Regions from separate parts of the Oryctolagus cuniculus genome. Here region 2 is linked to region 1. The links are chromatin contacts, called in public Micro-C maps. All regions are on one chromosome and are shown on one strand. Each heading gives the region's core, a stretch centred on a gene start, on an enhancer-like site or on the middle of the called end of the contact. The rest is flanking DNA. Distances are from core to core; before and after follow the strand shown.

Evidence for each region. Hi-C and Micro-C count contacts between places; a contact is called where the count stands out from the background.
Region 2: a Micro-C map of ear pinna shows a contact between it and region 1, with 5 times the contacts expected there. The contact joins the enhancer-like site here to the promoter of LRRK1 in region 1. A contact is called at or near these places in 3 of 6 Hi-C or Micro-C datasets (ear pinna, psoas muscle and an unstated tissue).

What each region holds. Positions count from the first base shown.
Region 1 is chr12:10,186,871-10,190,938 of mOryCun1.1, reverse strand. LRRK1 (leucine rich repeat kinase 1) reads right to left here and starts at 2,210. Exons shown (of 33, transcript XM_070053315.1): 1 at 2,054-2,210.
Region 2 is chr12:10,263,567-10,267,634 of mOryCun1.1, reverse strand. It overlaps LRRK1 (leucine rich repeat kinase 1), which reads right to left. Exons shown (of 33, transcript XM_070053315.1): 7 at 1,195-1,421; 8 at 122-249; 9 at 1-24. Among named protein-coding and RNA genes, the nearest start is that of LRRK1, 77 kb to the right of the region's middle. Within about 2 kb of position 2,259, at least 2 of the 8 cell types and tissues checked have an H3K27ac peak or open chromatin away from gene starts, as enhancers often do. A contact at or near this core is called in ear pinna, where this site is marked.

The sequences.
Region 1 (4,068 bases), core at 961-3,460:
GTCTGGAACCACAAACGAGGGCGTCTTCAAAAAGTTCATGGAAAATGTGGCTTATAAAAAACACTATGCATGAGCCAGCACTGTGGTGTAGCGGGTAAAGCCGCTGCCTGAGATGCCGCATCCCATATGGATGCCAGGTTGAGTTCCGGCTGCTCCACTTCACCCAGCTCTGAATCTACGTGGGTAAGCACTGGGGGATGGCCCAAGCGCCTGGGCCCCTGCACCCACGTGGGAGACCCGGCGGAAGCTGCTGGCTCCTGGCTCTGGCCCGCCCAGCCCTTTGGGGTATTGAACCAGCAAATGAAGAATCTCTCTGTCCCTCCCTCTCTGTAACTGTGCCTTTCAAGTAAATAAATATATCTAAAAAATTATGCATGGTTTTCAATATTTTTGCATCAAAATAAACATATGTTTTAATTCCATGTGGCACATGTTTGCAGTATTCTTGTATAAGTTATGCTTGTCCAATCATCAGTCACCATAGCATAGCTAGCCACAGTGGTCATGCATACTCAGTCACTGTAACCACCACTGGGCACTGGGCGTCTCCTGGGGACCCTGCAGAGGGCAACACAGACCTGGTCCCATCCCAGGAGCTCCAGTGAAGACCCTGAGGTGACAAAGAAGACATAGAAGGAACGCACAGCCAGTGGACTTGCAAGATGCGTGCAGAGAGAGGGGTGTGGAAGAGAGAGGGTGGCAACGGCAGGCCATCTAAGGCCACGCGTGCAGCCAGGGCCAGCAGTGCAGAGGCCCAGAGCTGGACAGTGACCCAGCCAGGGCAGCCGGGGGATGGTGGCCTGGGGCTCTGGACAGCAGAGGCCGGATTGCCTGGGGGTGTCGGAGCAAGGGGCTCCCTGGATTTCATGCCAGTGGCGAGGCAGGAGACATGCTGAACAGAGGGCCAGCACTGTCCTGTGCATTTGTTATTTTAAAACAAAATCACTCTGGCCGCCAAGGGGAGCGGGAGCGGAAGGGGGCTGTCACCTGGGAGAGGCTGGGGCCTGGACGAGGAGGGGCAGACAGGGCACAGTGTGGGACACCCGCTAAAGACAGCACCTGGACAATGTGGGCAACTGTGGGGCTTCCACCTGGGCCTAAGAGTGCACTTGGGGGGGGGGGGCTTACCCCTCCCCCAAAGTGTGCTTTGGGAACAAGCTAGGTGCAGGTTAAAATGCAGTTAACTCTCTCTCCCTTCCCTTCTGGGCCACAAGCGAGCCTAATGAGAATCAAATCATAAAAGGTGTCTAATGCCAATGTTTTCCCAAATCGGGCACACTCTAGCGGTTCCTCTAATTCACCTTGTTACCCGTGAGCGAGCGGGAGTTTTATATAAATAGGGTGCCTCCGGCTAGAGGTTTGCTAAAAACAGAACCGAAGGCCCCTGTTTTTCCACCGTGGCAGGGGAGGTGACTGGGGGTGGGGGGAACCTTCACGGCCTCCAACTCCGGGAGGGCAGGTGGGCGCTGGCACCGGCGGCCCACCGCCTTCCAGGGTGGACCCCCAGCCTGCCCGCACCCCTTTCTGGGGTCTGCGCTGGCAAGGTCGCCCGCAGGCTCCAGGGTCGCAGGCAGAGAGCCAGGCCCCAGGGAAGGACGCGTGCCGCAGACCCCGGGGAGGGGGAAGGCGCCCCGAGTCCCTTCCCGACACCCGCGCGCGCTCCAAGTAGAGGCAGAGGAAACCGCCCCGGTGTTTCTCGCTTTTGCCTCTTCTCGCCGGCCGCCCTGGCCTTGGCCTTGTCCAGCACGGGGTTCCGGGGTTCCCGCACGACCGCGCTCCCGCAGGCTGGCGGGATCCGGGCTCGGCAGGAAGAAGAGGGGCGGCAGGGGAGGATCGCCCCGCGCCCTCCGCGCCCCTCGGGCTGCGGCCCGCGGCCCCTGCGGGGAAGACCACCCGGGCCCGACCCCGCAGCCGCTGGTAGCGCGGGGCCTGGGCTGCGGGGCGCGCCGACCCACGGGCAGGCAGAGGCGGTGCGGACGCGGACGCTCGGCGCCAGGCCCGGCAGCAGGAGGCAGCCGGGCCCTCGGGGGGCGCGGGCCGGAGCGGCACTTACCTGCTGCGGCGGCGGCGGCGGGGTCGGGGTCCGGCCGCGCGGGGTGGGCCCGCAGGACAGCAGCCGGCCAGGGCCTGGCAGTGCCCGCGCCCTGAGCCCCCCGCGCCTGGGGCCGCGCGCCGGGGCCGGGCCGGGCCCAGACGCACTTCCTCAATCCTGCGGCGGGCGGGCGGGCCGCGAGGGCGGGCGGCGGGCGGCGCGCAGGGCGGCCAGCCCTCCCACCGCGGGCGCCGGCAGTCCCCGCCTCAGTTTCCCCAGCCTGCAAAGCCGAGGCGATGCAGAGCTTGGGTACTGACGCTGGAGACGTCCGGATCCCCGCGCCCTCATGGGGCCGGGCGCCCTGCTTGATCCCACGCGGGGCGGGGGCGCGCGGAGCTCCGCCAGGCACCCGCAGCCCCTCGGCGGGTGGGCCTCCAGCGTGCGTGTCGCCCCGCGTCCCGCCCTGCTCCTCGCGCGTGGCTCCTTCCCGGGCGGTGTAGGGAGAGGATGGAGAATGCGGATTGTGAAAGAAAGCAAAACACCCCTGGATCTGGACGACTTTTGCCCCGGCCCAAGCCTGCATTTGGATCCCAGTTCCCGAGAACTCTGGCGCCGATGGCGTGTGCCGTCGGGTGGCGCACGGATGCCAAGGCGCTGCCAAGTGGGGGACCGTTTCTAACCGTCCGCTCTGGGGCGGGCAAGGAAAACTCGGTGGAAACCGGCCACTCGTGGCGCCTCGGTCCGAGGCTAGTGTCCACGCTCCCCTGCTCCCCGCGCCCGCCCGGGAGAGAGGCAAGGCCGACGGCTCGGGAGCCAGCCGCCCCGGGCTCCTCTCTCGCGACGTGGCGACGCCAACTTCCCGGGGCTTCGCACGCAGCGCGGGGACAATGCGCCGCCCCCCTCGCCGCGGCTGCAGGGTCCCGCACGCGCCCCGGAGCGGGTGGGGGGCTCGGGGACACCCGCAGCTCCGGCCTGTTCCCCCGAGGCCGCCCTCCCCGCAGAGCGGGCGCAGCGTCTTGGTCCGAGTCTCACGCCACACGGCGGTTATGGCAGAGCCCGAGACGCCTGGAGGTGGAGACGGACGCAGAGCGGGACGCACGCGCGGCCCCGCCACCTAGCGCCGCCTCGCGGGATCGCCGGACCCGGGAGGGGACGTGGCCTGGCGGTGCCCTACTTTGTCTTTAAACCCGCTTGGGGAAATGTCCCCCGGGGTGGACCCGCGGATGGCCCGGTTCTACCCAGCCGTGAGCTCTGTCCGTTAGGCGCGCTCAGCCGCAGCGTGGCCTAGAAGGCGCAGACGGGGCGGTCACGCTTCGCCTTCTTCCTGAGGTCGTCTGACCCAGGACCCCCGAGGACCCCACACCCTCCCCCCAGGCTGGCGAGAACTCCTGCAGCCTGAAGCCGGCTCCTGAGCTCGCGTCTCCGCCCGCTGAAGACCAGGGCTGGGCCTCCCGCCCGCCTGCACCTGCGCGTCTCCCACTGGGCACCTGCCGCGCAGGCACAGCGTCCTCTCCTTGTCCACCTGCAGGCTCAGGTCCTGGCTCGGAGCGAGCGAGGAACAGCGACACTGGGGAGGCGGCACACGACCTTCCAAAGGGCCCACTTTATTATTCATTTTTAAAGTTGTATTTATTTTTATTTGAGATGCGGAGCAGTAGAGAAAGGTTGAGAGATCTTCCATCCACTGGTTCACTCCTTGAACGCCCTCAGCACCCGGTGGGGGGTGCAGGATGAAGCCAGGAGGCCAGAACTCCACGCAGACCTCCCGCTGGGGGGCAGGGACCCAAGCACCGGAGCCAGTGCCTGCTGCCTACGGGGGTGCCTGTTAAAGTTGGCCTGTGCCCCGCCCCCGAGTCCTGGGGACAGGCGCCTTGATGTGGGCATGTGGCCATCCCAGGTGGTGGGTTAGCCCCGCCCACAGTGCTCACGCCAAAGGGTCTGTTTGTAGAGAGACATGCCTCCACATACCTCCCCCCACACACCACACACCGCACAGGTACCACACACACACCACACACACACACACCACCACTCCC
Region 2 (4,068 bases), core at 1,010-3,509, 77 kb before region 1:
TCCGGAGCCCGATCCAGTTCGTGGCTGCGGGAAGGGAGAGGGTGACTTGGGAGGGAGCCGCCGACGTTGAGGACGCCCGCCGACGGCGGGTGGGCAGCAGGGCACAGCGGGGCCCACATACCGTTTTCTTCTTCGAACAACTTCTCTAGGTAATTCTTTGACGCCGTGAGTTTCTGCAGCTTGGAGAGGTGCAGGAGTCCTGGCGGGAGGTGGCAGAGTTTGTTGCTGGAGACGTCGATGTCCAGCAGCCTGGGGGGGGGGTGGGGGGAGAGGAAGCAGAGGCATCAGGAAATGCCCCTCGCACAGCTTTCTCACTCGGGAACGGGCTGCATGTTCTCCCTGTCTCCCCGCGCCAGCGCAAGGAGCGCGCATCGAAAATGGAGTGCGTGTGGCTTTTATTCCGACTACACTCTGCGTCCACAAAGAAAACCAAAGCTCTGACTGACAGGGACCCAAAGACCCTGGCCCCACCGGCCGACCAACACCTGGTGGCAAACTGAGCCAGGGCCCTGAGAGCTGCGGGGAGACCACAGGGCAGGGCCCCAGACCTCTCAGGGCCCCGTGGACCCAACGGCCTGCCCAGCTCGGCCCCGGCTCGGCCCCTGCTCCTGCATGCCTCTGCCTGGCCATCCTCGCTCGAGGCGACCTCGGGCACGTTCCAGCCCTGCTTCTGGAAATCGGCACAGAGCTGCACACAGCGAGGCCTTGCAGAGAGGAATCCTAAAGAGACCAGTCAAGGAAGGGCCTCCCCCTGCCCTGCCAGCCTGGGAGACAGGGAGGGGCGTGCCCAGGCTGCTTGGCAAGGTGCCACGAGGAAGCAGGCGGGGCTGCCCGCCTCGTCCCCTGCTGCCAGTCCTGTGGATTCACGTGTTCTCAGAGGCCCCTGGCACCTGCCCTGGGCGGTGGAGGAAACGGGCCCAGGGCTGCACTGCCTGCCCTGGCCAGGGCGGCGTTTGGTCCCTGTGCAGGACCACGCCGGGCATGTCCAGCCGGGAGCTCAGCATGGCGGTGGTGACCGTGCAATGCTGGGCCAGACCATCTCTCCAGAACGCTGCCCACCTGAGCACAGGACTGGGACCTTGTACCCGGGAGCTGGCAAAATCCCCCGTTTGAGCCAGAATGCTGTTCTCCAAAGCCCAGAGCACAGCCAGGCCACCAGCGGCAGCGATCGCCGCACCGACGGCCGGGGCCCACCTGGAACAGATGATCTCGTCCGATGACTGCACGCTGGGCAGCTCGGCCAGGTGGTTGTCCGAGAGGTTCAGCTTCCGAAGGTGGATGAGGCCCCAGGGGATGACGGACGGCAGGGAAGCCAGGCAGTTGGCGGAAAGGTCTAGCTCCGTGATCTGGCAGGAGATGTCTATGAGCCAGTCCAGATCCACCCAGGGCAACCGCAGGCGGGACCACTTCACGCGAAGCGCCTGGTGTTACGGACGGGGAGAAGCACAGAGGACGGTGAGCCGGGGCCAGCGGGGCTGAGAATAGAGCAATGGTTTATCCCAGCACGAGGCTGTGTGCCTGTGCCTGCCCCTGCTGGAGTCTGGGAGTGCAGGCCCCCAGCACCTGCCACAGATGAGGTACCTACGTGGACATGCACTTGCACCCTGCCGGTAAGCCAGCAACAACTCACCCTCCAGCCAGCAGGGGGAGCTAGTGAGCTCAGCTCACCTGCCCAGGCCGATCCTGGCAAGAGAGGAAGTGCCCCAGGAATCAACCTTGCTCTGTATGGAGGAAGCCACCGAGGCTTGGAGGGGTCTCCCCCGGGCTGCAGAAGCAGCTGTGGACCCGAGCATGGTCTCCGGCCTGCGTCAGGGCTTTCTCCTCTGGGGTTAGAGCGGCTGCAGCCTGAAGCCGCCTGTGCCGTGCCAGGTCCCATTGTGTGCCTTGTGGGCAGGCTGAAGCCAGAAAAGGACATACAGGTGGGAAAACACAACCCAGAGCATCCGCCCTGGGACCCCAAGCCCCTATAAGCAGCTCAGGAAAACGGCCTGCTATAGGCCGGGCTTGCACGAGGCCCAGAGTCCAGGAAGACAAAACATGACTTCCAGAACCACCGGCCCCAAGTGGCCAGGACGTGGTGAGTGACTGGCAGCTCCCCTCCCTTCTGTCCCTACTTCCAACCTAGGACCGAGCAGAGAAAGCTGAGTCCCCACCTAGGGCACCCGCTGCCACTTCCTGGCCCCGGCCGGTGACGGTGCTGACCCTGGCTGCTGCAAGCCCAGGGCAAGCAGCCGTAGCTTATTTCCACCCGAGCGAGAGCAAGGTCAGCGGCTGCCGGTGCACGGCGGCGGCAGGGATCTGGTTACACACACGAGCAGGACTCCCCTCTCCCTTGGCTATGGAAGGACTCGGGGCTCAGGTTTCTGGGAGCGGAACTCTGCATTTTGGCTTCTTGGTCCAAAGCAACTGGAAATCCGTATTGGAAAATTAGAGAAGCAGAAAGATAAACACAAGTTACTGCTTTGCAAATGGGAAAATAACCACTGGGCAGAGACGGTGGGAAAGGCACCAACAACGTGGGACAAGCTGGCTGTCCAAGTGGGCAGACGCCAGCGGCCAGTGGCCAGGGCAGCCTCATCTGGCCACTAGATGGCGCAGTGCACCTCGTCTCTATCGCCTTCTCCCCAGAGGCCTGGCCACGGACAGGCCTGTGTCCATCCCTTCTCAAAGCCACAGCCTTTGAACCAAGGGGATGAGGGACTTGTCTGTCTGTCCGTCTGCCGGTCTGTCTTCCCGTTTATCTGGACGAAGAGGTACAGGCACTTAGAGTTAAGAGCATGGGGTCTTAGCTGATTTTTTTCAGACAAGTCAATTGCACTGGGCCTGTTTCATTGTTCCTGCCTTCCCGTGTGTGTGTGTGCGTGTGCGCGCGTGTGCGTGTGCATGCGTGTGCGTGTGCATACTTGAAAAATGTCCAAAGCTGCAGGAAAGCTGAACCAGGCGTACCCACACACCTTGCTCCCCGACGTGTTCCGACACGGCCACGTCTCCTCCCTGCCACATGCGAACACGCACGCCAATCGCTTGCGGGTAGACACTGGGTCACCTCACTGCAGCCCCCGCACCTCTGCACGGATCCCTCAGGAATGAAGATAGTCTCTCCGTGAGAACACACAGTTAGCGCTGTCCACGGTCCGTGCTAGGATTCCCATGTTAACTATCCCCAAAATGTCTTTTACAGAAATGTGGTGTCCTGGCCCAGGATCTGAGGACAACACACTGCAGGCAGCTGCTGTGTCCCTTTACGTCTCTTCTTTTTAAAATGCATTTGAGAGCCAAAGACGCACAGAGAGACAGACACGCAGAGAGAGGTCCCAACTCCGGTTCACTCCCTAAACGCCCTCAGCGGCCCGGGCTGGGCTGGGCCAGGCTGGAGCCGGGAGCTGGGACTCACTAGGGTCTCATACTTGGGTCTAGAAACCTGGTCACCAGGGCCATCATGGCTGCCTCCCAGGGGCTGAATTAGCAGGAAGCTGGAGGCAGGAGCCGGTGCTGGGACTTAGAGCCAGGGACTCCATCCAATACGGGACACGGACATCTTAACCCACACCACGGCCACCAGGTTCCCTTCCTAAGAACTTCTGTCTGACGTAGAAGAGTCCCCGTCCGTGGCTTTTCATCCTTGGCACTCTGAGATGAGTATTGAGTTTTCAAAGCTCCATGTCAGATTCAACCCGAGACAATGTTGAGTCCTTCCCGCTGAGGCCCACCAGGGGGCGCCAGACAGCAGGCTGTCTACTGGTGGGCCATTTCCCACTGCTTTCCCAGGCGCATTAGCAGGGAGTTGGATCAGAAGTGGCAGCTGGGCGTAAACCAGTGTGCCTATGGGATGCTGGCGTCACAGGCAGCAGCTCAGCCTGCTGGTCCGCAGTGCCAGCCCCCACGTCAAGGTATTCCAATTCCTCCTCCTCCTCATTCCTTCTATGCGCAAGTCATCCCCAGCTTGTCGGGGGGGGGGGGGCGTCCCTCCATCTGGGGGCTCCTGTGTCCGACCCCTCCCATCGGTTTGGGGGTACTTCCCGACTTGCTGGCAACGCAGGGTGGGGCCGTGTCTTGTGCCTGCCAAGC